Linked DNA regions of Mus musculus: all the other regions are linked to region 7. The links are chromatin contacts, called in public Hi-C, HiChIP or PLAC-seq and promoter capture Hi-C maps. All regions are on one chromosome and are shown on one strand. Each heading gives the region's core, a stretch centred on a gene start, on an enhancer-like site or on the middle of the called end of the contact. The rest is flanking DNA. Distances are from core to core; before and after follow the strand shown. Region 1 overlaps Mroh7 (maestro heat-like repeat family member 7). Region 2 holds the start of Magoh (mago homolog, exon junction complex core component). Region 3 holds the start of Ttc4 (tetratricopeptide repeat domain 4). Region 4 holds the start of Pars2 (prolyl-tRNA synthetase (mitochondrial)(putative)). Region 5 holds the start of Lexm (lymphocyte expansion molecule). Region 6 holds the start of Dhcr24 (24-dehydrocholesterol reductase). Region 7 holds the start of Yipf1 (Yip1 domain family, member 1).

Evidence for each region. Promoter capture Hi-C pulls out the DNA fragments that hold promoters and counts their contacts. HiChIP or PLAC-seq counts read pairs in DNA pulled down with a chosen protein or histone mark. A called contact is a pair of places that touch in the nucleus more often than the background predicts.
Region 1: a contact with region 7 is called in a promoter capture Hi-C map of embryonic stem cells, with 2.3 times the contacts expected there. The contact joins the enhancer-like site here to the promoter of Yipf1 in region 7. A contact is called at or near these places in 2 of 39 promoter capture datasets (embryonic stem cells and pre-B cells), 3 of 115 datasets of contacts at active chromatin or transcription factors (T-cell acute lymphoblastic leukemia, astrocytes and embryonic stem cells) and 1 of 9 other capture datasets (embryonic stem cells).
Region 2: a contact with region 7 is called in a CTCF HiChIP or PLAC-seq map of the NIH/3T3 cell line, with 5 read pairs. The contact joins the promoter of Magoh here to the promoter of Yipf1 in region 7. A contact is called at or near these places in 1 of 39 promoter capture datasets (the 3T3-L1 cell line), 1 of 15 datasets of contacts at CTCF or cohesin (the NIH/3T3 cell line), 1 of 484 Hi-C or Micro-C datasets (LSK cells) and 1 of 115 datasets of contacts at active chromatin or transcription factors (embryonic stem cells).
Region 3: a contact with region 7 is called in an H3K27ac HiChIP or PLAC-seq map of embryonic stem cells, with 6 times the contacts expected there. The contact joins the promoter of Ttc4 here to the promoter of Yipf1 in region 7. A contact is called at or near these places in 8 of 39 promoter capture datasets (the 3T3-L1 cell line, cranial neural crest, embryonic stem cells and 4 more), 1 of 15 datasets of contacts at CTCF or cohesin (the NIH/3T3 cell line), 4 of 484 Hi-C or Micro-C datasets (CD4 T cells, embryonic stem cells, pre-megakaryocyte-erythroid progenitors and 1 more), 3 of 115 datasets of contacts at active chromatin or transcription factors (astrocytes, embryonic stem cells and trophoblast stem cells) and 2 of 9 other capture datasets (adipose tissue and liver).
Region 4: a contact with region 7 is called in a Hi-C map of CD8 T cells, with 3 times the contacts expected there. The contact joins the promoter of Pars2 here to the promoter of Yipf1 in region 7. A contact is called at or near these places in 9 of 39 promoter capture datasets (the C10 cell line, cranial neural crest, embryonic stem cells and 5 more), 1 of 15 datasets of contacts at CTCF or cohesin (the NIH/3T3 cell line), 4 of 484 Hi-C or Micro-C datasets (B cells, CD4 T cells, CD8 T cells and 1 more), 2 of 115 datasets of contacts at active chromatin or transcription factors (astrocytes and neural tube) and 2 of 9 other capture datasets (adipose tissue and liver).
Region 5: a contact with region 7 is called in an H3K27ac HiChIP or PLAC-seq map of embryonic stem cells, with 3 times the contacts expected there. The contact joins the promoter of Lexm here to the promoter of Yipf1 in region 7. A contact is called at or near these places in 16 of 39 promoter capture datasets (the 3T3-L1 cell line, 3T3-L1-derived adipocytes, the C10 cell line and 11 more), 4 of 115 datasets of contacts at active chromatin or transcription factors (astrocytes, embryonic stem cells and neural tube) and 2 of 9 other capture datasets (embryonic stem cells and liver).
Region 6: a contact with region 7 is called in a promoter capture Hi-C map of pre-B cells, with 3 times the contacts expected there. The contact joins the promoter of Dhcr24 here to the promoter of Yipf1 in region 7. A contact is called at or near these places in 10 of 39 promoter capture datasets (the C10 cell line, the HPC-7 cell line, fetal liver and 6 more), 4 of 115 datasets of contacts at active chromatin or transcription factors (astrocytes, embryonic forebrain, embryonic hindbrain and 1 more) and 1 of 9 other capture datasets (adipose tissue).

The regions. Positions count from the first base shown.
Region 1 is chr4:106,706,800-106,709,499 of GRCm38.p6, reverse strand. It overlaps Mroh7 (maestro heat-like repeat family member 7), which reads left to right. Exons shown (of 24, transcript NM_001126487.1): 8 at 934-1,029; 9 at 1,645-1,749; 10 at 1,906-2,041. Among named protein-coding and RNA genes, the nearest start is that of Mroh7, 20 kb to the left of the region's middle. Within about 2 kb of position 1,334, at least 49 of the 459 cell types and tissues checked have an H3K27ac peak or open chromatin away from gene starts, as enhancers often do. A contact at or near this core is called in embryonic stem cells, where this site is marked.
Region 2 is chr4:107,878,362-107,881,061 of GRCm38.p6, reverse strand. It overlaps Magoh (mago homolog, exon junction complex core component), which reads right to left and starts at 1,307. Exons shown (of 5, transcript NM_001282737.1): 1 at 1,117-1,307; 2 at 111-169. The coding sequence starts at 1,204.
Region 3 is chr4:106,677,677-106,680,376 of GRCm38.p6, reverse strand. Ttc4 (tetratricopeptide repeat domain 4) reads left to right here and starts at 1,433. Exons shown (of 10, transcript NM_028209.2): 1 at 1,433-1,624; 2 at 2,075-2,192. The coding sequence starts at 1,514.
Region 4 is chr4:106,649,784-106,652,483 of GRCm38.p6, reverse strand. Pars2 (prolyl-tRNA synthetase (mitochondrial)(putative)) reads right to left here and starts at 1,415. Exons shown (of 2, transcript NM_172272.2): 1 at 1,353-1,415.
Region 5 is chr4:106,615,824-106,618,523 of GRCm38.p6, reverse strand. Lexm (lymphocyte expansion molecule) reads left to right here and starts at 1,286. Exons shown (of 10, transcript NM_183182.3): 1 at 1,286-1,399; 2 at 2,535-2,622. The coding sequence starts at 1,305.
Region 6 is chr4:106,559,781-106,562,480 of GRCm38.p6, reverse strand. It overlaps Dhcr24 (24-dehydrocholesterol reductase), which reads right to left and starts at 1,443. Exons shown (of 9, transcript NM_053272.2): 1 at 1,084-1,443. The coding sequence starts at 1,314.
Region 7 is chr4:107,313,103-107,315,802 of GRCm38.p6, reverse strand. It overlaps Yipf1 (Yip1 domain family, member 1), which reads right to left and starts at 1,440. Exons shown (of 10, transcript NM_145550.3): 1 at 1,341-1,440; 2 at 1-40.

The DNA.
Region 1 (2,700 bases), core at 85-2,584, 610 kb after region 7:
ATGGTCTCCCTTACTCCTTGGCTGAGTGGCCCGGAGCACCTCACGTCACCTGCGACAGTCTGAACAGATACTTGATAGCTATTCAGCAGAAGGGTGAACTGTTGCAGTAATGGCTTCCTTAGGAGGGCCCTGTCCTGTATCAGGGATATAGATAGATGCTGTAAGGCCGTAGGAAGTGGGCAGGATAAGAGGGTAGTACTGAGGACTGTGCTCTATGGAAGAAGACTGGGGGAAACTGGGCAGAGACCTGGAGAACAGAGCCTCAAAGGGGGTTTGGTGAGCATCTTTAAGTCTCTGCAGAATCATTCCTGGAGGTACCACAGCAGGGGATACTAAGGTATAAGATGCAAGGAGAGCTAGGGTCAAGCGGGATGTTGAGTGAGAGGGGGGGTCCAGCTGTTCGGCTACCCTTTCTCTCAGCAGGTATTAGCCATGTTCCTCTCCAGGTCACTACGGTAGTCTCGCAGTAGTGTGACGGTGGAGGAGATGGATGCCATCAAAGAACCCAGTACCCAAAAATCTCCGCAGTAGTCAGTGCTGCAAGCATAAACCATGGGGTATCAAAAAGAGTATGGGATGAGGAACATGGCCTAGGGTGGATGGAGCACGTGGTTTCCTGGAAGAGGGTGGCAGAGAACCTGTACAGAACCCATGCCAACTGCCAGGATGATAAGTGATGTGACTGAAGACTGGAGGGTGGGGGGACAGGGACTCTGACAGGCGTGCTGTATAATAGGTAGGGGTGAGGCCACACAGACAGATAAGATAGCGTCTGGGTTCTGGATTCTCAAGCTGGTGGCCTGAGAGGGCCCAAAGTCATGGCCAGAATCCTTGCTGTGGAAGGAACTGGCAGCCCCTTGTAGTTACAAGTCGTGCCAGCAGAGGGCGGTGGTGTCTAACAAGCTCCCAGCAGCTCTGTCCTCCTGTCCACAGATCCTTTACTACCAGACCTTGGATTCCTTGCAGAAACTTCTGAATGCCCTCTTTATTGAAGACCCCACTCCTACTGGGCTGAAGAGCATCCTGGAGGTGCGGCGTGGGGGGTGGGGGGGTGGGGACGACACGGGGCAAGCAGGGAAAGGGAGAAGGAAGTAGGAAAATGGCTTCATACAAGTGGGAGGTGGGCTCTGAAGGAGTGGCGTCATCCTGAGCCAGTGCCCTGCTTCCATGTTGTATTTTACGCTGTTATTTAGTTTTGGTGACGCTGAGGGTTGGACCCAAACCCTTGTACCTGCGAGGCAAGCCCTCTACCTCTGAGCCACAGCAGAGTCCTGTTCCCTCTTTCCTTGTTTATCTGTATACACAGTCACACTGAATTGCCCAGCACTGCCTTGAACTTTTGATCCTATTATCTCAGCTTCCTGAGTCACTGTCTGCAATTCCCCTACAGCCACTGCTCTTGCCCCACCCCTTTCTCCATTGTTATCCATGTCTCTTCTCTCTTCATTGACCCCGTCCCTTCCTTTGCTCTGAGTCCCCTTCTCAGCTCAAACCCCACCTGTCATTGATCCTCAGGAAGAGAAGGAAGACGGTGGCAAATTGCCTTCTTTCTTCTTCTGGAAGCTTCTTGCAGATTACTGACTTACCCACAGACAGCAGGGGCTGGCAGACAATGGTAGCAGAATCTCTCCCTTGTCCCCACAGCCCCTAGGGCCCTGGATGAACTCTGGGAAGGCCCACGAGCGGGCTCGGGCTGTGAACAGCAACGTCTCTGTGTTGAACCACACACTTGTGACCCTGCCATTCTTAGTGAGTGTTCCTGGGTGTGACCCTGCCATTCTTAGTGGGTGTTCGGGGGTGGGGGCATTCCGGTGACTTCTCAGTTGATCTTCTGCAGCTGGGCAGGTCTTCTTGCCCTGCACTATGTAGCTATAGACTCCCTCCCTGTGATTGTGACACTCACAGATATCCTCGGGCTTCCCAACACTGGGTCTTCTGCTGGGGAGGCTCCTTCTTCGAATCGGGGATCCTGATGAGGAGATCGGACGGGAGGCTCTGGACGGCATCACCATCCTCTACACCATCCTGGATCTCCAGAAACGTATGCCCAAGTCAGGTCCCTAGCCACTGCACAGCTAGGGAGGGGAGCATGGTGGTACGGCTGGGCAGTTGGAGGCAGGCAGAATGGGTCAGATGGGGATTAGGAGCTGATGGGAAACTCCTATCTCCATGGAACCAGGAGCAGAGGTACAAACTAGCCATTGTTTTTCATGTTTGTTTGTTTTTAAGCTCTGGCCCCTGACTTTTAATCCTCCTGACTTAGCGTCTCAGGTACTGGGACTACAGGCATGTACTGCCCTGTTAGACAACAACTCTATCACGACAGGAGCTGTCCTTCAGTTGGCTAAGCTTTCCCATATTGTTCCAACCTTGATTTCTCCTTCTAATGTACCATGTGCACCTAGGTATGATGGCCCTGATGTCTTCTTCCTTTGTCTGTCTTTCCTACTAGACTGTAATGCCATGAGGGTAAGGCAGGATTCTCTGTTCTTTCTGAGTCTAGCCATGGGCTGGCATATGGTCTTATTCAGTGAATATGCATAGGACCTAATGAAGACCAGGTCCTACATTAGAGTCTGGAGCCTGTAAGTGAAAGCACAGCCTGAGGTTAGGTTTCAGGGAGCTCATGAGATGGTTTCCAGGCTGCCTTCAACCTCCTGCCGTTCTTTCTCCTTAGTCCCGATTCTATATCAACCAGGA
Region 2 (2,700 bases), core at 58-2,557, 570 kb before region 7:
TAGCTGCTTAGAAATAAGTGCTCGCTTCCTACACTTCATCTTTCATTACCAGAGAGAACATAAGCAATGGGAAACCAAAGGCTAAGTCGTAGTGAAGGAAAGGTCTGTACCTCTTTCCTGATCATGACGTCATTTTTGTAATTGCTGTTGTTGGCGTATCGCAATTTACCTTCGGAAGAAAAAAGAAAAAAAAAAAAGAATGCAACGTATTAGAAAACATGAACAAAGCACCATTACCCTCCAAAGAATATGAGCTTTGCCTAAATTATATCGAATGTTTCAACCCATTTCCCAGCTGTGATAGTAGTGTTTTTGGTACTTCACTTGAAACTACTGAACAACAGAAGAAGGACCTGACAGTAAACTAGAGTCCCGGGAAAAGGCTGCCATGATGTAGCAAAAGAACACGTTCTCAGCTGTAAACAGGAATTTTAATGCTATCTTAGCTGCACAGAGAAGAACATGCTGATGTTCAACTGGGTTGGGAAAGGACTTTGAAAACTAAGGAAGCTGTATGCAAGCAAGCACTACAAACACCTGTATAGCGAGGCTCTTGACTAACATCACCCCCTACTACTGTCTCTCAGTCACCCCAGTGACCACCTGGATATGTCTGGCTCTTTGAGGTCCTATGACACTTGCTACTCCTGTAGATGCTTTTCTTCCTGTACTTCAAAAATTGATCCCTTTTCAATTACGGCTTAATTCAAATTCACACTCCTCAGACTGCTCTTTAAAAGCGACCTTACTTTTTGATCACTCCACACTACAAGAGATCGCTGTGGTTTCTTCCGGCTCTGAAACACATGTTCCACGAGAGGGGAAAATTTATTTTTGTTGCTCTGTCCCCAGACTGGAAAACAAACAGCCCATTCTCAGATGGACATTAAATCTTTGTTGAATGTAAGCAACCTGGCTTTTTAAAAAGCTACGAAGGAGAATCGCCAGCGGATGAAGAGAAAGAACCAATGAAGCCGACAAAAGAATGCCTCTTTCACGACCCAACAGCACGGTGGTCGGCGTCCCTTGCTTCGCTTCGCCACATTCCGCAGCCCGCCTTCTCTCCGCCCTCCCCGGGGCCGGTCCCACTGCCCGCAGCCGGGAGGCCGCTCTTACCGTCAGGTCGGAATTCAAACTCCAGGAACTCATGACCGAACTTGCCTTTGTGGCCCACGTAGTAACGCAGGTAAAAGTCACTCTCCATGCCTCGCAAGGGACAAGGAGGACGGAACTTTAGGAACGGATGACACTACCACGGCCTGCGGTCTACGTCTTATACTGGCGTAATGGTGGCGCGCGGAAATGACGTCTGCCACCGCGACACTAAGAGTTTCTCACTCTCCGGAGGCGGGAACGAGATTACCACGCCCCCTCCCCTAGACGCTGGGTCAAGATCGCCACGCCCCCTTGGTTGTATATCGAGAGTTCTGGAAGATCTTGGGATCCGAGAACTGCATCTGGGTTTCAGCCCAACACTGAGCGCTAGAGTCCTGTCAGGCGCAACCTCAATTTAAAGAGACAAGTGAGTCGAACGAGGTTATTCACACTCTGAACCTAGATGGGTTTCCACAGTAAAAGGAGGCAAAATGATTTGCTCATCTATGAGTACGCTGCCACCCCCATCCCCCGCCTTCTTCCACTCCCCAGTGTGTAGATCAGGAGGTGGCTCTGAGGCGGGAGATTAGTAGTAAATGTCTAAAGAGCGTAATGAGAGTTTGAGACCAGTGGCTGCATACTAAGACCCTGTCCCGAAAAATAAAGTTGGCTTTACTTAGCTGTCTTTTAAGAATGACTCCTTTCCCATTCCACAATGTTGCCTGAAACTTGCCTGCATTTAGCTAACATCCCTTTCTGCTATTTCTTTATTTTACGTGTAGGCAGAGTACTGCTACCTGATCCAGACTGACCTGAAACCACAAACCCTCCTACCTCATCCTCACGAGGGTCACCACTCATGAACGAGTTGCCTTTCATTCTTCCCTTTCAAGCTAACATGTCTAGATAGGTGTTGTGGGTCGGTTAAATGAATGTTGGATCCCTACTAGGCTTTTTTGTCTTGTTTTGTTTTGTTTTTCGAGACAGGGTTTCTCTGTGTAGCCCCGGCTGTCCTGGAACTGACTCTGTAGACCAGGCTGGCCTCAAACTCAGAAATCCACCTGCCTCTGCCAAGTGCTGGGATTAAAGGTGTGCGCCACCACCGCCCGGCTCCTACTGGTCATCTTATTTAGCAGCGATTCTCAGCCCTAGCCACATGCTGACAGAATCCAGTTTCACTGAAGCCTCTAAAAAAATACCCAGGTGAGAACTGGGCATGGTGGCCAATGCCTTTGATCCCAGCACTTCAGAGGCAGAGTGGAGTAGACCTCTGTGAGTTTAAGCCTAGACTGCTCTTTGCATAGTGAGTTCCAGGCCAGTCAGGACTACCAAGTAAGATACACACACACAAACTGAAACAAAAACGAGGTGGGTCAAATGTGGAGACCACTACCCAAGAGGTTCATTTTCAAGAGCCAAAGTTGACCTCTGTGAAAGGTCAAATTTCTGGTGCGGGAATTTTAAGGTCAAGTAGGTGAAATACGGTAAATTCTAGTCATAGAAGATTGACACACGACAGGTGTGGTGGCACATGCCTTTAATCCCAGCACTCAGGAGGCAGAGGCAGGCGGATTTCTGAGTTCGAGGGCAACCTGGTCTACCGAG
Region 3 (2,700 bases), core at 184-2,683, 640 kb after region 7:
AGACTGAGGCTCAGAGTAGTTAAGTGCGTTGACCAAAGCCACTCAGGGGGTCACCTGGACATCTCAGTTTTCCCTTCCCTGGTGATAAGAGCAGAAGGGTGATGATTTGGGTGGCTCTTGGGGAAAGGGAGTGAGGCGACTTCCCACCTATGACGTCATGCATATTCGGGAACCCTGGTCGCCGAGTCTCACCCTTGACTCGTCATCCGGTTTGCCTAACACTAATGCAAAAATATCCAGAGACATATTTGGTGTTGCCACCTGACAGTGTCAATGTTACTAACAGCTGTTGGGTAAAGAGCGGGTGTCAGGCACACTGTTAAATGCCTTACAGGACATTACAGGCAGGACAGCCCCCACATCCAAATGGTTCCCGGGTTGAAATTTTTCAGAGATGAGCTCAGCGGGAAGCATGGGGACTGTGGTATCCAGAGGTTGTGTGTGTCCGCTGGAATGACTTGCCAGACAAGAGACTTCTCAAGGAGGTTTGGAAAGATGACCACATCTGGTCATCTGTGGGTGCAAAGGTACCCTCAGGTACATGGGACCCTCTTCAAAGTCCCAGTGAGAGGGAACCTGGAAAAAGAGGAGAGATGCAAGGGCCAGGTCCTAAGGCCATGGAGACTGCTGAGGAGGTAGGGGCAGTGGGGAGGCATGGTGGGGGTGCTGAGAAGAGAGATATATGAGCAGATGTCAACTTCAGAAAACTCTTCGTGGGATGTAGGGACCCCGGGGCAAGGCTGGTGGGGCGAAAGATCAATGCAGCTGTACTGAACAAGAACCTGTTACTAGTCAGTAGTGGTGAATGTGTCAATAATCACAGCCCAAGGATTCTACCTGTGGGCATACATCTCGGGGTAATTTTCCCATGGGCCTATGGGGGTATCTGTGAAGACCTCTGTTGTTGTAGTATCCATGAGGTGAGCAGGCAGGCTGGGCACCCATCCTTGTAGGGTAAGCCACATGGAGTTTCACATGTAGTTATAGGTTGTAGGGGTGTATGGGGACCTCAAACCTTGTGCTGCGTGAAGAAAAAAAAAGTATTTGTATGCTCAAAAGTTTTGTTTTGTTTGAAATAGGGTCTTGCTATATAGTCTAGACTGGTCTTGAACTTATGGTTCTCCTATTAAACCTAAGTGCTAGGATTACAGACAAATATCATGTGGCCTGGCTACGAAGTCATCTTTTGAGAACATTTATAGAAAAGACATAAAAGCATCAGGGTTGGAGAGTGGAGATGAAGAGTTTAGATACAAAAGGGAGTTAACCTAACCACGCCCCAAAGCGAGGAGACTAGAGGCCAGGCAAACTCTGCAATGGATGGGTGGGGCTGGGCGAGAGGGAAAGCGCGGAGTCAGGCCACACCTCCAGGCAGGCCACGCCCCCAGGCCGGCGGAACCCGAGAGGCATAGCCTCGCGCAGCCCGGACTGCAAAAGGAAGGGCATCCCTGCCGCCGGAAGGAGCGGCGCGTTTCTTGGTCCCGGGACTGAAGCGCCGAAGTTGCGAGCTGCCATGGAGAGTTCTGAGCCTGAGCCTACAGAGGACGCTTCCATGGACGCGTTCCTGGAAAAGTTTCAGAGCCAGCCTTACCGCGGCGGCTTCCGCGAGGATCAGTGGGAGGAGGTGGGCGGCGCCGGGGGCTTCTGGGGTAGGAGCTTGGTCCTCGAGGCTTGGTCACTGGTAGAAACCGTCCGCCTCGAGGTTTTGCGTATAAGTTGACTGCGTTTAAGACCACGGGGGTTTTGCAGGCAGTCCTGTCACACACCACCACCAGGCTCTACTACCAGGGGTCCCTTAGTTGTTTTACTGCAGCACCCAGGTTAGGGTAAACTTGAAAGGAGATGGTGAAGGTGGTCAGGAACGCGACAGCGCCTAGTTGAAGGTGATTGCTACCACCCATGGAGAGCGTTGGAAATCAGGATCCCACATTTAACACCTGAGAAACTGGATGTCTAGCTCCAGCCAATCCTTAGGATTTGCATATCATGCTCAGCGAGGAAAAAACTTTATGATGTCGTGTCCTGGGATTGGATCTAATCAGTAGACAACGCTAATTGTTCTTTTAAATTCTAGGAATTTGACAAGATTCCCCTATTTATGAAAAAAGCGCCATCAGAAATTGACCCCGAGGAGTTTCCTGACTTGGCCTGCCTCCAGTCGATGATTTTTGATGATGATCGATATCCAGAAGGTATCTTACTGTCACCCAGCACTTCTTTTGTGTCCTTGTTGAGTTGAGCGAAAGTATTATGGCTAACATGTCAGTGTTGACTCCACACATTCTCCTTTGGATGCCTTCTAAGTAAATGTGTACAGTTCCAAGCCCCAGAGGCCTGACTTGGATGAAAAGCCTGATTGCCCTAACAAATCAGGAAGGGTGTGTGATGAGTGCCACGAGGTCCACCACTACTGTAGTACCAGAGAGAGGAGGGGGATTGCTTTTCAGTGAATGACACAATGTAAGAAAAGGAGCAGTGTAATTTTCTCAATAGAAATTAAAGTCCTTCAAAAACTGAGATAAATGTGTGTGTGTGTATGTGTATCTGGAAATTGAACCCAGAATCTCACATATGCTGGGTAAGTGAGCTATATCCCCCCTTCGTAAAACTGTTTGTGTGTGTGTATACGTGTGTACATACTTACAGAGATCAGTGGCTAGCCTTGTGAGGTGGATTCTTTCTTACCATTTCACATGTTCC
Region 4 (2,700 bases), core at 166-2,665, 660 kb after region 7:
ACAAGTCAATTGCAATCTCACAGGCAACAGCGAAGAGCAGGCTTTTTTTGGTTTTTGTTTGTTTGTTTTTTCTTCAATTCCTTGTCTCGATCCCTACTAAGTCAGTATTGCTAGGCGCTGAGGCATATTTGTAATCCCAGCACTTGGGAGCCAGAGGTAAGAGAATCAGCTAGGTTTGCACATCTGAGTTCCAGGACATCGGAGGAAATGAAAATCTGCCGCAACAAAAAAGTCAATATTGTTTTAACTGCTCCTCTCACCCACCACACATTCCTGGTCAGTTTGCATCTTCACTGTCCAAACTGTTGAATTTCTGACCTATATATTCTCCCATCTTTGGAGAACATAGTACACGCTATTTGAAACTTAGTGAGGCAGAATCTCTTCAGACAATGGTGCCCCTGCAGATCTGAGTATCACCCTGCAAAGCACCCTCTGGCCAAACCAGAAACCTGCCCTCATCTACTCTGCTCCACAGTACTGTCACAGTTTTTAGTCCTCTGGCCCAGCCTGCTCCACCTGACCAGCCTGCACCTCAGTTCAAGATACCATCATCCGTGACTGTTAAAACAGTCTCTACTGGCCTCCTTGCATTCCTTACACTTTCAACTTAACACAGGCATTGGTAATGACAGTTTCTTGCTGCCTTTCGAGTGTACCGCAGATCTCACCTGTAAGAGGCCTTTTCCCTGCCTTCGCCCTATTTCAGGTACACAGTACATGAACACACACACGATCCAGTCAGGAAAACTGCACACAGTGTGCTTGCAATGCCTAGTGCCCTAAAGGTTTGTGTATTATGATGCCCAATTCATAGGCTCTGAGATGGATCATAGGGTCATAGGCTCTGATTTGTGTCAGGTGACATCAAAAGGCCCATGGCCATTCTGGATTGCGGGAATTTGCCTCCAAATACCACCAACGTCAGCGCAGCATACAACAGCGATGAAACTTCCAACCCCTGCTCTATCTTGGCCTTTACGAGGAGTGAGCGTACTGCGGTCACTTCATTCCTCTTTAGAACCCTAAGGCGGCTGAGCCACCAGGTCATCCCCGGGACCGGTCCAAAATGGGCCCTTTTAGGAACTCTGTGCCTCTAAGTAAGGGCCACGCAAGGATAACTAGGGCGGAAGTGTTGCTCTCAAACAGCGGGGGTGGAGATGGGGAAAGGTGAACTGCAACCGAGCACACGACTATCCAATAGCCTGTGGCGACTGAGAGGATGCACGCGAGACAGCAGACACCAGATCGTGGGTGCGCGTGCCCAGAAACTGTCCCTAGATTCGCTGGGCCCTTCCTAGCCACCCTCCAAGTCCAGCGGCCACCGATGCTCACCAGCAGCAACTCAATACCTGAGTCGGGCGCTCTTCAGTCACGCAAAGCCAGTGCGCCTGCGCCGACATGGCCGGAGCCTCGCCCCCTGTGTTTCTCACCAATCGGAAAGCCGCACTCACGGGAGGGGGCGGGATGCTCCGGTCCCACGCTCTGGAGAGAGGCTGGAGAGGTTTTCCGGAAAGCAAACCAAAGAGCCTCGCTCTCCCGCCAAGATTCCGGAAGTGCCCTCTAGGAATTAGCAAGGTTCAACTCTATGATCAAACCTTACTTTAAAGGATTTGAGTCCTGTTTTTACCGCCCACTGCTAGGCCCGGTCTATGTGGAGAGCAGGTTCATTGACAATAGCTATGTTTCAAATCTACGCTATGATTGAACAAGCCACAATTTAAATGAGTTTAAAACTATGAAACACTTGCATAAGGTCACCTGTATTACAATAGCCAAGGAAGTCTTTTTAAAAAATTTTATGAAGCAGAGATGGGGTTTAATAAAGACATTTTAATATAGGCTGAAGCACTAGGCTTAAAAGCACCAGGGGAACTGGAGAGCACGGATGTGGCTTCTCAAAGGCGAGTGTCCCTGAGTCTTGAAGATGCGACTTGAAACATTCGTTGCTGTGCTGGTTAACAACCACTGCTGTGCTTCAGAGAACCAGTGTTCGGTTCTCAGCACCCACAATCACTGAAACGCCAGCTCCAGGGAACTCCAAAACCTTCTGACCACTGAGGATACCCACCTCCACTCCCACACAAACTCACACACACATACAATGAGGCTGGGTCTTTTCTTCATTTACAAGATGTATATGTACATGGTTTACATAAGTGTGTTATGTGGTATGTTTGTATGTGTGTAGGAACACATATACACGTGTGAACTAGTGTGTGAAGGCCCAAAGCTTTCATAGGTGTTTCTCATCCATCTCTACCTTATACACTGAGGCTCTGAACCCCCTCTTCATGTTTCATGGCACCCACTTTACCTGATGAGCTGTCTCCCCAGCCCTCACAAAATAGTTTATGAATAATTACATAGTACACGCTACTGCTGCAGCTGTGGGGAAGCAGAGAATGGGGAAAACAGCTCCCAACATTCATGTTAGAAGTGATGGCCTGTAAGCTGACACAGTCAAACTTCAGCCGACCAAGTGTCTTAGTCTGCTTTCAGTGGCTGTGAGAAAGATAACAACCAAAAGCAACTTGGGGAGGAAAGGGTTTGTTTTAGCTTATGAGTTACCGTCCATCCCTGGGGTGGGGGTGGGTAGCGAGGAGTCAAGTCTCAGGACAGGAACCTGGAGACAGGAATTGAAGCAAACACCACTGAGAAATACCGCTTACTGGCTTGTTCCTCATGGCTTGCTCAGCC
Region 5 (2,700 bases), core at 37-2,536, 700 kb after region 7:
TGGCTCAGAGGATAAGAGCATTGACTGCTCTTCCAAAGGTCCTGAGTTCAAATCCAGCAACCACATGGTGGCTCACAACCACCCGTAATGAAATTCAGACGCCCACCCTCTTCTGGTATATTTATAGACATCTTTAAAAAAAAAAAAAAAGTAAAAAAAAAAAAAAAAAAAAGGGACACTACAGCTGATGTCTCTGACACACACACCCCCCCCCCCCCCGCTCAGTGGTATACTGTGGTCGCTCTATCAGCTGTGACTCTGTGACTGCCAGGCCTGGAGCCATTAGTCCAGCTTTCCATTTAAATACCAACTGTGGTGTGGGTCTGCTGTAGGAGGCTGCTGTGCCTCTGGTGTGCTTTGCCACTGGTTGGATGCAGGACTGAAGGTATCTTCCATCGACCTCCAGTTATCTTGTCACAGGAGTGGGGTGTAGACAGACATCTGTTCCATCTCTGCTGAAAGCCCTTGCAGGGCTCTGGGGTAATGAAGGAGACATTAGCACAGCCAGAGGATGCTATCAGTAGGGGAAGGGAGGAGGAGGGAGAGCTGGTCACACCAGGTTGGGGGCACACCCTCCCCTCTTTCTTCACCTAGCAAGTGATTCCTCCTTTGGGATTCTTCCCTGAAGTGCCTGTCCACAGGCTGGGCCCCACCCCATTCCCCACCTGCTAGCCTGGCCAAGCTGTGGAAGTGGTTGTCAGAGGACAGGGACCACATTTGGGGGCCAGTCGTCCTTTAGTGTCTGCTCAGAGTGGATATCTGAGGTTCTGATGCCACTGCATCCCTTCTGATGTCTCTAAGTACCTTCACCTATCTCTCTACTTGTCCTCCACGTGCCATCTTCCTTGGCTTCCCCGCCCCACCCTGCCCTGCCACGCCCCTCTCCCCATCGCTCCCCTCCCCCGCCAGAGTTCCATCCAGCAGAGAAGGACCAGAATTCCCAAGTCTGCTCTCCCCTCCGTTTCCCTTACAAGGTGAACATGAAGGCAATTTCTGAGCCTGGGCTCTCCCCAGTATAAGCAGAAATAAACAGATTCTCAGCAAGTGACAAGAGCTCTCTCATTAAACCCCAGGGGGATCCTAAGGTCTGAAGGAGCCCAGGAAGGGTCTCAGGCAAGGCAGCATTGGGAATATAAAGTGAATGATAACGTCAGGGGGCAGCCAGCACGCTGGAGAGCTCCCACGTGTCACGAAGCAGGTCTGTACTTGCTGAATCATAACGCCCCGGTTGCGGGTTGCCGTGGCAGCGCGCGGTGTCAAGGGGGTGTTGTGCCGGGGTGGGGGCAGGCTGGAGTCTAGGCTCAATGAGACCTCGCACCCACGGCGCCCCCCCGCGCAACATCATGTCCACCATCCCCAAGTGGTTCAAAGGGGCGCCCTTTGGGGTGCAGAGCCACAGGTGGGGCCCAACTGCTTCCTGGCCTAGCACCCAGGATCCAAGGGAGTTCCTGTGGCCCCACCAGCGCCTCTGCCTCCGCCTCCGGGAGGAAGGCTAACCCAGAAGGCTGGAGCCCGGGAAGGAAGGGAAGAGGGCTGGCTCGCCCCTCCCCCACTCACTTTCTCCTCCTCCTCCTCCTCCTCCTCCTCCTCCTCCTCCTCCTCCTCCTCCTCCTCCTCTTTTCTCCTCCTCTCTTCCTATGTAGCCCTGCTTGGACAGAACTCACAGAGATCTGCCTATCATTGCCCTCTCTGTGCTGGGATTAAAGCCTCTAAGTTTGTTTGTTTTCTGTTCCATTTTTGTAGCAAGTTCTTGCAAACTATTTCCAAACCACCTAATGTAAAATATTCATAGAGGCCACATGGTCTGCCCATCCCATGAAATTTAGCTAAAAAGTTTTGTTTGCAACCCAGGTGTCTTATTTCTTTTTTCTTTTTCTTTTCTTTTCTTTTCTTTTCTTTTCTTTTCTTTTCTTTTCTTTTCTTTTCCTTTCCTCTCTCTCTCTCTCTCTCTCTCTCTCTCTCTCTCTCTCTCTCTCTCTCTCTCTCTCTCTCTTTCTTTTTGAGACAGTCTCTCTACATAACCCTGGGTGTCTTGGAACTCACTCTATAGACCAGGCTGACTTCAAAGTCATAGAGATCCACCTGTCTCTGCCGCCCAAGTGCTGGGATTAAAGGTGTGCACCATTATGCTCAACTGTCATATTTCTTTTTATGTTCTATTATGTAATATAGTTGCATATAAATGACCTACTATGTGCCACACACGGTTCTAGAATCTGTGATCATGAGGTGGTCTGGATAATTAAACGTATATGAAAGATGATATGAAGTATCCACCCTGTAGTATAACATCTATCTATCTACTTGAGCTGGGAAGGATAATGGTAAGAACTCTGAAGAAGAATGAAGCTGTAGGGAGAGGCAGAGCATAGGGTGGGTGGCAGAGCATCTCAGGAACTCTCAAAATGATGAAGCAGATCCAAAGTGACATTCAAGGGTCAGCTCCAAAGTCGCCTGTCCTGGGAAACCAACTGCCTGTCCACCAGGGCTGCCCCAGTCAGGACCAGATGGGCCCTCACTTATACCTCTCTTAGGTTTGATGTCTCCGCTGTCTATCCCAACCAGAAGAAATTCAGCACCTTCACAGAGGCCCCATACTCCAGACATCATTCGGTGGAACTGGTGAGCCTGCTTCCTTTCACGTGGTCTGTGTCCCGCCCCCAATACGCCCGCGCATGCTCCAACCGCGTCCCTTCCCCA
Region 6 (2,700 bases), core at 194-2,693, 750 kb after region 7:
TAGGTTAACAACCTCTCACTAATACACTCTTGCCCCAAGGGGAGCCGTCAGGTAACAGTCCTGTCTTCTGGTGCTCACAGGACATCCAGCAGGTAAATAAATGGCAAATAGAACCTGCAGACAGACCCAAGGAAAATGGTGCAGGTGGGGGTGGAGGTGCAAAGTGATTCTGATCGATGCACCCTCTGCATCTCCTCTCCCTGGGTAAGGTCTTCTGGTCTGGAGGTCACTCTGCCTGGCACCTGCAGGCTAAGCCTGTGGTGCTCAGTCTGCAGCATACAGCAAGAAGTAAATAGAACAAGAGGGTGGTTGCCATGCGGGCAGCGGCAGGAAGCAGACGCTCTCTGAAGCCTGATGCAAGTTAGAGAGGAATATAAGGAGGGCAAAGGGAGCCCATGCTAACCCTGGATGAGGGGGAAGACGCTTCACTGTGAAGAGAAGTCTTAGCCTTGGTGCCGGCTGGCCTATATGAACTCCTCATCTACTTACTGGGACGACTACATCTGGATGCAGAATCTGCTGCACATTACACGGAATTGGGGGCTGATCCTGCCTTTTAATCTCTCTTTAAACCTCCATTGTAAAAGGATCCGAAGCACCTCGGACCGCAAAACAAACTTTCACCTCTTTCCTGCATAAGGCTCCTCTCCAAACTGACTTTCTAACCTTTTTCCTCTCATGACTGTGCTCCTCAGCTTCCTACTTCTGCTCAGCCAATCTCTCCACTTGGATCTCCCCCCTCCCCATTTCCCAGAACCACCTTCCAGAGGCCATTCCTCCTTTGGAATGTGGGGGGCCTGAGTTACCTGACTGTTGCGCACTTCCCGAGGGTTTAGGGTCCCTCGTTTTCTAGGCACTGCGCATGCCCTGCACCTAGCAGACACTTTATAAACCTAGGGTTAGGGTTCTGTTTGTTGCCCCGGTGCTTTTGCTGCTTCCGTTTCATCCTTGGACAGTCCCTTCCCCCATCACACGCCAGGTCCTTTGCGATCCCCACTCCCACGCCCATTCCTCCGGCCCCACACGCCCCCGTCGCCCAGAGAACCGCTACCCCGGCGCACAGCCGCGCCCCGCGCCGCTCACCTGTTTCTGGATGTCCCGCACGCGCTGCTCGTGCAGGCGCGGCGCACTGCTCAGCTTGAACACCACCCAGGCGCGCACGTAGTAGTAGATATCGAAGATGAGCGAGAGCGGCAGCAAGAAGAGGCACACGAACACCCAGCGCTGGTGGATGAGAACGAACTCCAACCCCTTCACTCGCACCCAGAGCAGAAAGAGCAGCGCGCACACGGCCAGCGACACGGCGGGCTCCATGGTGTCGCGGCGCACCGCGCGGAAGGGTGCGGGCTCGCGCCGCCCGTCTCCTTCGCCCGCTCCGCGCTCCGCCGGCTCAGCGCCTGCCGCCACCGCCCCGGGAGCCTGTAAGTCGGGCCCGCCGCCTCGCGATTGGCTTGGGTCGCCAAGGTTCGGTGGGCCGAGACCCAGGCGGCGACCAATGGTGAGCCGCGCCGGGGATCGGACCAGGGAGCCGCTGCGTTCATTGGCTGCGGGAACCGGGATGCTCCACCCTCTTCTAGTCGGCGTGCGAGGAGGGGCTGACCTGGGCTGGGGGCGCTGGTAGGGTCGGCAAGCGGCGGGCTTGGCGGGGTTTAGGGCTCTCGCTCTGGAGGCAGCGGGACCACCCTTGATCTCCTCCTTGGGTGGTGCCTCCCGTGGACACACGTCAAGCAGTTGTGCATTGGGTTACCTCCCCAGGGTGGGAGGCGCTCCAGACAACCACCCTGCAACCCTGGCAGGAGAGCCTCTGGCCTTGACCGGGGCAGGTCATGACACTCTGTAGGCACATGGCCAGGAGGGGGAATCCTTTCAATTTTCAGGGCGTTTACCATAAATGCATTTGAACTACCCCCCTTAGCAGTTCTGGGCCGTGGGTAGCTGGGACCCCCATTTTAAAATACGCGATGGTGAATTCCACCTGTCGAGTAATTTTAAAAAGCACAGAGGCGTTGATGGCATTCTTCCATGCTGAACCCAAAGTGGATGGAGGCTTGGAGACAGGAAGAAAGAGCTTCAAGGCGGCATGGCAGCCCTAGATTAAGAGTAAGAACCCAGCACATGGCCCCGGCCTTGCGGAGCAACCAGGCCAGGCTGCGGAACAACCTCTGACCTCGCCAGAAGCTTGAGTCCGGTGGTATTTGCACTTTCCCTGAACAGGAGGAAGCTCTGAAGATTTTTCAAACCTCCCAGGGCCTTGTCTGCTTCACGTGTCTTTCCTTCCCCCCCCCCCCCCCCTTCCACCTTTGTCCGGACACGGACTCGGGCACTCCATTCTGCCATCCTTTATAGCGCCACCTTCCACCTTCGGTGAATCTGTCCCTAGAAGGCTCTTTCCCCATTGTATCACCGAGGTAAAGCACTACACAGCCTAGAGATTCGCGAGGTGCCACTTCTAAAGCCAAGTTTATGTACTTCTTTCAGAGGCTCACAGTTCTTTCCATTTTTATATAATTGTCCCTTTATGTGTCTCTCCCTCCTACAGATGGAGCTTTAGGGCAAACAACACCTTGTTATTACAGCACTTTTGAATTTCCAATTTGTGGCATAATGACTAGGGCATTGTAAGGCACACCGTTGTTGACCAAAGGATAAGTGAAGAATGTATGTGGGAGTTCAAATATCCAATAGAAATCAAAGTTCAAA
Region 7 (2,700 bases), core at 191-2,690:
GGCTCTTCTCCCAAGGGTAAGGTAGAAAACGTTCCGGGGTCTAAAACAAAGAAATATGTAAGCTTAGGAAAATGGAACACTCTGCAAAAAGAATTCATAGTAAAAGAATTTTGAGAGCCAGCTGTAGTGGTAGTGCATGCCTTTAACCTCAACACTGTGGAGGCACATCTCTGTGAGTTTAAGGGTGGCCTGCCCCACATAGTGGGTCAGAAACTAAAAATGATTACTACCATCTCTTTATCTTCTGTGGCTATGGGATTCAGTTCTTTCCTTCTACCTTAGGGACCCAGAATGGGACTAGGACCATGCTTGGGGACAGCCACCTTTACCTGCTGAGCAATCCCTCCCCCCCACACACACACTTGCCTACTCTTTCAACGGGGACTGATAGTTTATATAACTATCACAGGTCATACAACTTGATATTTATATTAATATAGCTCAGGAAGAGAGTTGGTATAGAGCTGAGCAGCCTCTCGGAGTTAAAGAAGAGGAGTGAGCTGGAGAATAAGGGAACTGCACCTGGGAATAGAGTATGTGACGGGTGAGAACTGAACACAGGAGAGTCGAGAAGCACTCAGGACTCTGTGAGTGGATGTCCAGCCCAGCCTGTGATCAGGACATCTGTGAGCGGAATCCACCCAGTGCAGGGAAGAACCATCCAGAGCGACACTGGACAGCCTACAGAGGAACCGAAAGCTGGTGTGGTAGCTCATTTGAATGTTTGCCTAGCAAGTACAAAGTCCTGGGTTCAATACTCAGGACCTACAAAATCTGGTGCATGCCGGCGATCCCAGCACCTAGGAGACGGAGGCAGGAGACTGAGTAAGTTTAAGGTTATCCTAGACTATCTGGTGAGCTCGGAGACCATGAGTTAGAAGAGTGTCCTATCAACAAAAAGAGACTGGCTGCGGGGGACACTCGCTGCCGCGTGAATGTTTAGGGGCCAGATGCAGCCTGGAGATGGAAGAAAATGGAAGGGGAGCCTAGGGTTTGGGAGAGGTGGTGGGGAAAGCATTCCAGTGCAGCCGGCTTAAGGTCCCAGACAGACCTGGGTTTGAGTCCCGATTCTGTTGTTTCTCTGCTGTGTGTGCGCTCCTTGAGGCTCCCCATCTGTAAAATGGGTTCGTGAAGGTGTCTAAACCATTCTATAAGGTAGTGCGTGTAAGGAGCTTAGCGAAGAGCCAGGCAATTAGTAGCTCTTAACTGTTAGCGACCCTGCAGTCAGGGATCTAGGGATGCACAGACAGGGTTTGGGTGGTGGTGGGGGATGCTTGAGCAACAGAGGACAGGGAGGGTAGGAGATTCCCCAACTGACCCAGAAGCCCTGACGCCCTCACCTCTCAGGAAGAGGTCCAACTGTCCAGGAAAGGTTGGGGCCTGGGATGCTCTGCACTGGTAGCCGGTCAGTCCAATCCCGGAAGCCGGAGATCCGGGGGAGGGTGTTAGATTTCTCCGCCTCCTCCGGGCAGAGCACCGCCTCCTCTCTTAAAGCAAACGCGGTCACCCAGCGAAGACTCGGAAAACGCGGAAGACACCGGAGCGCCAAGTAACTCGGTGCTGAGTCCCGCCCTCTCGGTGGTCTTAAAGAGACAGGCGAAGTGGGGCGAATTCTCAGGAGTTCGGGAGTGTTTTACTCATTGTTTATACGTTTTACTTATGCAAAGAGAAAAATGAAAAAGAAAAAGAAAATAGGTCACCAGTTCCTGGTTTCTCTGGCCATGAAAACTTAACCAGCGAGGAAGGCACCATAGCAGATGGCTTGTGAATCAAAGAAGTTCTTTTGTCACTGTTCACAGAGGGCTGGCCCCTCAGCTGTACCACCTAGGTGTCTGACAGTCACCTCGAAAACAGCAGGACTTAACAACATTGGCATAGTCTGGCAAGCGACCTTGTGGTTTGCTTCCTACCTGGACCTCCAGGCTTGGAAAACTGTCTCCCCCTGCCCATAGGGGATGCTATCGTCTCCTCTGGGACTCCTGTTGCTCTGCTAATCCCCTGGGCTTCACCCTGCTTTGGCAATGCTTGCCTGAATTCTGTTTGCTTATCTTTGCCAGCCTGTGAACACTGAGAACAAAAAGATCCGGAATGGTTCTAGTCTCCGGGTGGCCAGTACCAGCCAAGGCAGTAGCATACAATTACTGTTCACAGTATTCTATCACGGACTGAAAGGGTCCCTAGACAGTTTTTGCTGTCTGGGAGGGAGCAGTGTAAACAGCAGACACTTGATTCACAGCTCATACAAGGAGACCAGTGTCTTTAGCTTCACCTGCAGGGTACTTCCAATTTGACTTCTAACATACTCTGAATATCAGTCATGATTGATAATGTTTTTTTTTCTTTTTAAAAAAAGAGTTGCTTATTTATTTTATGTATGTGAGTATGCCACTGTCTTCAGACACACCCCAGAAGAGGGCATTAGATCCCATTACAGATGGTTGTGAGCCACCATGTGGTTGCTGGGAATTGAACTCTGGATCTCTGGAAGAGCAGTCAGTGCTCCACTGAGCCGTCTCTCCAGATAATGTTTTCCTAACTGGCAAGCTGTCAGGTGTAATAACACACATTAGTTAATATAATTCATATGGAGGGGCTTTGTCTATGCAGGACCTCCAACTCTCAGAACAATGCTGCAAACCCGAGGGGGGCGCCCTTATTATATAAGGGGGTAACTGGGCTCAGAGTGCATGTGGAGCACTG